Regions from separate parts of the Sus scrofa genome. Here region 1 is linked to region 2. Evidence: chromatin contacts called from public HiChIP or PLAC-seq data. All regions are on one chromosome and are shown on one strand. The core of a region is the stretch at or near the end of the contact, and the rest is flanking DNA. Distances in the headings are between cores, read along the strand shown. Region 1 has its middle 59 kb from the start of TLE3. Region 2 has its middle 250 kb from the start of RPLP1.

Evidence for each region. HiChIP or PLAC-seq counts read pairs in DNA pulled down with a chosen protein or histone mark.
Region 1: a contact with region 2 is called in an H3K27ac HiChIP or PLAC-seq map of skeletal muscle, with 6 times the contacts expected there. The contact joins two enhancer-like sites. A contact is called at or near these places in 1 of 47 Hi-C or Micro-C datasets (skeletal muscle) and 1 of 2 datasets of contacts at active chromatin or transcription factors (skeletal muscle).

Annotation. Positions count from the first base shown.
Region 1 is chr1:167,913,104-167,916,822 of Sscrofa11.1, forward strand. No RefSeq gene overlaps it. Among named protein-coding and RNA genes, the nearest start is that of TLE3, 59 kb to the left of the region's middle. Within about 2 kb of position 2,263, at least 17 of the 83 cell types and tissues checked have an H3K27ac peak or open chromatin away from gene starts, as enhancers often do. A contact at or near this core is called in skeletal muscle, where this site is marked.
Region 2 is chr1:167,543,979-167,547,669 of Sscrofa11.1, forward strand. No RefSeq gene overlaps it. Among named protein-coding and RNA genes, the nearest start is that of RPLP1, 250 kb to the left of the region's middle. Within about 2 kb of position 2,368, at least 5 of the 83 cell types and tissues checked have an H3K27ac peak or open chromatin away from gene starts, as enhancers often do. A contact at or near this core is called in skeletal muscle, where this site is marked.

The DNA.
Region 1 (3,719 bases), core at 1,013-3,512, 370 kb after region 2:
CCGCTGCATCAGGACCAGGCTGGAAAGGCCAGGTAGGCTTGAGGGATAAGCCTTAGACCAGGAATTAGGAGACTGGCTAAGGGCTAGTTCTTTCTCTGGGTCTTGGTTTCCTCACCTGGGAAAGGTGGGACCAATAGCAGCTATTTCCAGGGCCACCATGTAAGTGTATACTTTACGTAACTCTAGAGGGGTCATTGGCCCAGATGTCCCTCGTGGGGCTTCTGGCTCAATCTCTCGCTCTCTCTGAGGGATTGAGGATGTGTGAGGCAGCAGACGGGTGGGATTCCTGACACAGGCCCCAGGACCCCTGACTGGGTGAGTAACCCCGACTGACCATGACCTGGGAATTTCCTCTCTTTAGGGCAAACAAGGGAGCACTCTGTGCCAGACACTATTCTAGGCAGTTGACATGTTTCCAGTGGCTGATTTAATCCTCACAACAACCCAGTAAGATAGCTATGCTATTATTATCCCTCCATTTCACAGACAGAGAAACCAAGGCACAAGAGCTGAAGTGACTTGTCTGAGGTTGCCCTAGCTAGTAAAGGGCAGAGTTTGGATTTGAAGCCAGGTCGTCTGTCTCCAGAGACCATACTCTTACTTCTTACTATGAGTTGCCTCTTGTGAGGTACACCAGCAATATTCAGAGTGTGGCCCTGGAGTAAGATTATGTATCAGTTAGCTATTGCTGTGTAACAAGTACCTCTACAAACAAGGTGGTTTATTTCTCACAATTCTGGGAAGTGGCTGGGCAGTGCCAATGCTGGTTTCTCTTGAGCTGTGGGTCTTGGTTTCCTCACCTGGGAAAGGTGGGACCAATAGCAGCTATTTCCAGGGCCACCATGTAAGTGTACACTTTATGTAATTCTAGAGGGGTCATTCTAGACCCTCAGCTGCATTTTGCTGGATTCGCTGGAGGATCTGCAGGGCTGGAAGTTCAGCCCTGGCCTGACTTGCACATCTGATGTGAGCTGTTCACAGGAGAGCCGTGGTTCTCCTCCAAGTGTCCTTCATGCTCAGGATAGACCAAGGGGCAAAACTGGCAGCTGTGAGGTCTTATGAGGCCTGGGCTGCAGAACTTACACAATATCCCTTTTGTCACATTCTGTTAGTCACAGTGACTCCAGATTCAAGGGGCGGGGGCAGGAATTCCATTCCTTGATGGGAGGGGCCTCAAAGACTTTATGGGCATATTTAATGTGTCACATGATGCCTGGGTTTGACCACTGGGATGCTTACTAGTTGTGAACTTGGGCTTTTTTACTTAATCTGTCTGAATCTCAATTTCCTTCCCCACGAAATGGGACAACAGCAATCCTCTCTTGTCAGGGATTACGATGACATGAGAAAATGCACTAAAGTGTTTGCACAGTGCCTGATACATGAATGCCCACTGATACTATAATTAGATGACACTGCTTTTACTGGTCCATGAACCCCGAGCAAGAAAAGACTGACGAAACTCCAGGACATCCCACCCAAGGGAGCTAACTGCAGAGCCTTGACAGTTCTCTGGGTCTCTTGACTCCCAGTCCAGTGCTCTCTCCATCACACAAGCTGCCACACTTAGGCTAAAGCAAAGAAGACAGATATTCCAGTTCAGGGAGGGCAAACCACTTTTCTCATACTTTCTGCCCGAGACTGATTGGTGGCAGCAACCCTGAGTCCTGCACAGAAAAAGCCTGTGAGGCTACTCCCCACTCAGTGGCAAGGAAAGCCAGGTTGACCAGTGACTTTGGCCTTGGGGATGGGACAGGAAGTAGCCACTTGTGTGGATTACTTGTCACCCCTCTTTGGCCTTAGCTTTGCCCTCACCTGCCCCAGCACAGAGAACTGAGTGAATCACGTGTTCCGGGTCTTTCATTTCGCAGAGCAGAACACAAGGTCCAGAGTGGTCAGGAGACTGGTCCAAGGTCACACAGTGGGACCATCCCTTCATCAGTGACTCTCCCATGTTTGCTTTCTTCTCAGATCCTTGGGGGTTCTGGACAGGTTTGAGTCTGGCTCCTGCTGCCCGGGTTTCCCATCTTCAACAAGAGAGGACTTGAGCCAGAGCTTCCTGCTCAGGTCTCGGGGGTCCCGCCAGATGCAAGGCAGTCAGCGTCAGGAAGAAGGCTTCTCGGCTCTTTGTTTGGATTCAGATAAGGGCATGTTCAAGTTTCTTGAGATCACTGTGGAGGCCAGCCAATTCTATTTTCACCCGAGGATCCATCATCTCTCTCGCTGGTCTTATGCACACGTCAGCTGGCGTGAACTCAGATGGGGCAGGCGCACGATTAGGAGGAGGGAGGAGTGGTTATTCAGGCGCTGGGCGCCAGCAGGTTTAGCCTTCCCTTTCCGAGGCAAAAACATGACACAAATCTTCCCCCCCACCCCCCACCAGCCAACTCTTCCTTGTGTGTCTGCCCAGGGTGACACTCAGACAACGTCGGCACTCAGGCCCAACCATTAAGGAATTCATTAATCAGAATCCTGTTTACAGCTCCCTGGCAAGCAATCATAATTTACTGGCTCACGCCAGACCCTGGGCCTTCCTGCAAACTGCTGTGACATTTGGTAAAAATATCAGCTGGGGACGGGGCCAGGTCGGGAGGTGTGTGTGCAATTCGGGCTGACTTGTGAAGTGCAGGCGCAGTGTGGGTCACAGGCCTCGGGGAAGGCTGGAAGACAGCCTGTCACCGGCTCGAGGTGTCACCTTGGACAAGTCACTTCTCTGTCATCTCACATCTGTTTCCTGAGGGGTTTGGAGGAGTTGAATGGCAAAACTCTGTTGGCCCACAGACTTGTCCTTGTGGTCTGCACAGAATCAGCCTGCACTGCATTTTTTAAAAAAAGGAATCCCTTGCCAACATTTGCACACTATAGGTTTCCAAAATCTAGATTTCCGGTATGATGCTGAGCATGTACTCCTGCTTGGTAAGGATGACCTGTGAGCTGAGTAGTCTCTGATGTCTCCACATGGGTCTGTGATCTGGGGCTGGCCAAGGTTAACAGCAATCCCTGCTACTAGGCATGGGCCCAGACCTCTGGGTAAGGCTGTGCAGGTTGTTTACTGCATGAGGCACCCAGCTGTGAGGCCCAAAGGGGGCTGCATTCCCATAATTTGTTTGCTGCGTCATGGGTGTTAAGATAGGGCTCTGTTTGGCGGGAGGAAAGGATACTATTTTTTTTTTTTTTAATACTTCTCACCAAGAATTATTATATTGTTTGATGCAGTATTTGTATTCTATAGATTGAGGGTGGGGCTTCCTCAGAGGCAGAGAGACGGGCAGGGCATGGGCTGTCAGTCAGGACATCTACCTGTGACTTAGAGGAAGTCCCTTTCCGTTCCTGGGCCACAGTTTCCTCATTAAAAAATGAGAGGGTAGGCGTTCCTATCATGGCTCATCAGAAATGAATCTGACTAGTATCCATGAGGATGCAGTTTTGATCCTTGGACTCACTCAGTGGGTTAAGGATCCGGCGTTGCTACGAGCTATGGTGTAGGTCACAGACGCAGCTCAGATCTGGCATGGTTGTGGCATAGGCCAGTGGCTACAGCTGTGATTTGACTCCTAGCCTGGGAACCTCCATATGCTGTGGTTGTGGCCCTAAAAAAGACCAGGAAAAAAAAAAAAAAGATGGTAGGCATTCCCATTTTGGTACAGTGGGTTAAGTATCCGACTGCAGTGGCTTGGGTCTCCATGGAGGCATGAGTTCAATCCCTGGCCTGGGAACTT
Region 2 (3,691 bases), core at 1,118-3,617:
TTTGACAATTCCTCCGTAAGGGTGTGGAGCAAATATTTATCAACATCCACTGACGTGCCAGGAAAATCAGAGACGGCCCCTGCCCACCCTCTGTAGTGGGTTTTTGTCCTCCCTCATCCATTGTTATCCCTCAATCCCCCCTCCCCCAGCCTCAGCTTCCATCCTCTACTTTAGCCCTGTGTGTCCTGATGGGACCGGCACTCACCACACCCTCCCCTGCAGGAGGCAAAGGCACACGTGCTCCCGGGAGGGACGAGCATCTCTCATGCATGTATACCATCCTTCAATTTCTAACTTCCAGCTAATTCTAGAAAATAATGCACATCCTTGAAAAACACATAACGTACAAAGAAGAAATTTTTAAAATCCTGTGTGATTCCAGTCACACCAAGAAAAACATCTTTGGGTGACTTCCTTCAATATTGGACTTTGCACATATGTGTCCTTATAACACCGAGATCATACAGTACATATTAGTTTGTCTTTGCCCCCTTAATGTTATTGAAAATTTACTCAAAAACCTCATTTCTATTGGTCAAAATACTTTTCCATGTGATTGTTCCAAAATTTATTTAACCAACCTCCTGTTCATGGATTTTGTTTGACCTCTTCCTCCCTCCCTTTTTCCTTTTCCAATCCTCCCTTTCGTCCCTCCTTCCTTCCTCTTTATACACACATACTGTTTATATCACTCACGATTTCCTTCATGTGGATTCCCAGGAGAGCATCTGCTAGAGTCAAAGGGTTGAACATTTTTTATAAACCTTTATTAAACTATGGTGGTCTTACAATGTTGTGTTAGTTTCAGGTGTGCAGCTTCAGATTCTTTTCCATCGTGGGTTATTACAAGGTATTGAACATAGTTCCCTGTGCTCTACCATAGGTCCTTGTTGTTTATTTTATATTCAGTGATGTGTATCTATTAATCCCATACTCCTACTTCATTCCCCCATGACAGGGGGTTGACTATTATCAGGGGTCTCAATTTGGTCTACTGCTAGTTTAAAACATATTCCACCTCCTTCTAGTAAGTCTAGATAGCGGACAGCGAAAAACCATGACTCCCTTACAGTATGGATTCTTGGTGTGGTTTGGGCTCTGTTAATGGGGTGAGCTGCTGGGAGTGCGAGTCAAAGCTGAGTCACATGGGGGAAGGCAGGGAGCTTGGAGCTCCGGTTTTGCCAGCACAGATCTGGGTAGAAGCGGCGTGGTTCTGGAGCCATGAGTCAGGACAGCTGTTCCTGCTCTGGAGCCCTCTGATCCGAGGCAGAGGCAGCAGTTCCACTGGAAGCCAGTTCTGGGCTGTGCTTTTGGGACTCACCCCTGGAAGCCCAGCCTAAGAATGTCACTTCCACTCCCCAGGTGATTCCCCAAGCTCTATTTTCCTCCACAAATCCCTTCCTGGTTAAACTAGCTGAGTGGATTATGTGTCTGTGGCTAGGAACACCGACCAGCAAAATCCCAGTTTGTCAAAATTGGAAAGTCATAACAATTCATGGTCCCATAAAGTGTGAGAAGATATGATGCTAGGGGTACGTATTAGGATAGCTTGCTTCTCCCTTCGGGGGAGTGTGGTCAGGGACAGCGTTCCTAAAGAAGTCATGTTAGAACTGAGATCCTGGCCGGGATCATCAGGGCTCCTGCTTCGTTTTCAAGCACTGATCATGGGCCAGACATTAATCTTGTCATCCTTTTAAGGTCATGAAGGATTTGGTATTATCCTCATTTCACAGAGGAAGAAACTGAGGCTCAGAGAGGTCAACTGACTTGACCCAGGCTGCTCATGCACACAGAAGATGGGACACAACCACAGACTGGAATAGACCCCAAGATCTAAACCTAGCTCCCTCACAGCCATGGGTCAACCTTGCTTGTCCATTTCTGTTCACAGGGTTATCTATCTGCCTTTCAGGGAGAGTGTTGAGAGGAGAGCTACACTGTAATTTGAGAAATCAGACTCTTATAAAGCCTCAGGCCATTCAGTGTAATCTCCTTCTCCAACATGAGGCTGGAATCTCCTTAAATTATTACTGCCAGTGGTCATCTGGCTTGATTACTTGTAGGGTCAAGGAGCTCACTACCTCGTGAGGCAGACTAGTCCAGCTTGGGCAGCTGCTCAGTAGCTTTGCTGTGTAACAGCCACCGTGATGCATTTTTTTTTCTAGGGCTCCAGCTGGTCTATCCGAGGGTGGCTGGTCAGGGTTGACTGTATTCCAGCAGGAACAGGTGTGCGTTTCTCCCCATGACAGCACAGAATCAGTCATCCTCACACCCGAGGTCAAACATTTGTCACCTCTCCGTGGTGGCGGCAGTCAGCCTGCCTTATTTTTCCATGTCGGAAGAATCCGATTATAGCAGGACCTTTCTCAGGTTACATGTCACAGCGTTCTCTGACATCAGGTTGTATTTAAGGGCTCAGCACCGGGACTGTCCCCTACCACACCCCACCTTGGCTGGCCTTATTTCCCATCAGTTTCTTTTCACAACATGGAAGCAAAGCCCCTGAGTCTCAGTTGAGTGTTCTACTCTGTGAATGGTGGTGACAGAGGTCTGTGACCCAGCCTTGCCCTACAGCGGAGTACAGCCCTGTCTGAAAGGTACTACGCTGGCAAAGGATGCCAAACCGATCGTGAACCAGTTAAGGTCATATAACCCAACTCCTTAACTGTCTTTCCTTGCTTCCTGAGGTGTGCCACACTCTACACTGGAACGAATGACACTAAATAAAATAGAATTTAGTGTGTCAAGATTTGGGTTGGGCAATGTGGTATGTGAGGTAAGGTATCACAGGTATAATCAAGGGATGCTTCCCGGGGGAGGTGGCCTTTGGGTAGGTTTTGAAGGATGGTTAGAAGTAGCTAAGCAAAGTAAAGGAGTTCAGCTGCTGTAACTAAAGGCCAAATAACGATGGCTTAAACACAATGGAAGTTTATTTCTCCTTATGTAACAGCAATAACTTAAGCAGTCCAGAGCTAATATGACAGTTTCATAGTTTTGAAGACCCAGGACCCATGTGTCTTACTGCTCTGTCCTTCTCTATTAATTTTTATGCTATGGTCCAAGATAGCTGCTCCAGCACCTGCCCTCATAACATGAGTCCCATCTACAGAAAGAAGAAAAGAGGAAGCAGAGAAAATGCCATCTCCACTAAGGACAGGCATGACATAGAATTTGCACCTGCCTCATTCCCTCATATATTATTGGTAGAACTTTGTCTCATGGCCACACCTACCTCCAGAAAGCAAGCCTGGGGAATAGATCTTTAGTTCTATCCCTAAAGACCATGGGCAGAACAGATCATTGGGGAGAAACCAACAAGGAAGGAAGAGCCAAACCCAGGCAGCTGGAGATTGGTATGCACTCGGCCTGGGCATGTGGGGATGAGTCTGTGAGGAGCTCACCCAGGGTGACTGTGAGAGGAAAACACGAACAGAGAAGTTGAAGGCCTGGGGCCTTAATTACCTGTGGGGCTCATCTGGCCTCTTGTCCAGAGACTCTAAAAGGACCTTGATGAGCAGCAGGGTGAACTCACACAATTCCACTCCTCAGTTTCGTTTTGTAAATAGACATATTTCTGATAGGGCAAAGTATTTTACCGTGTGCTCTCTTTTACATCAGCCTGTCAGGGAGAGGCCAGCCAGGATTGGCAACTTAGAGAAATCTTAAGGGTCCCTTTGTGACTCAGAGAATC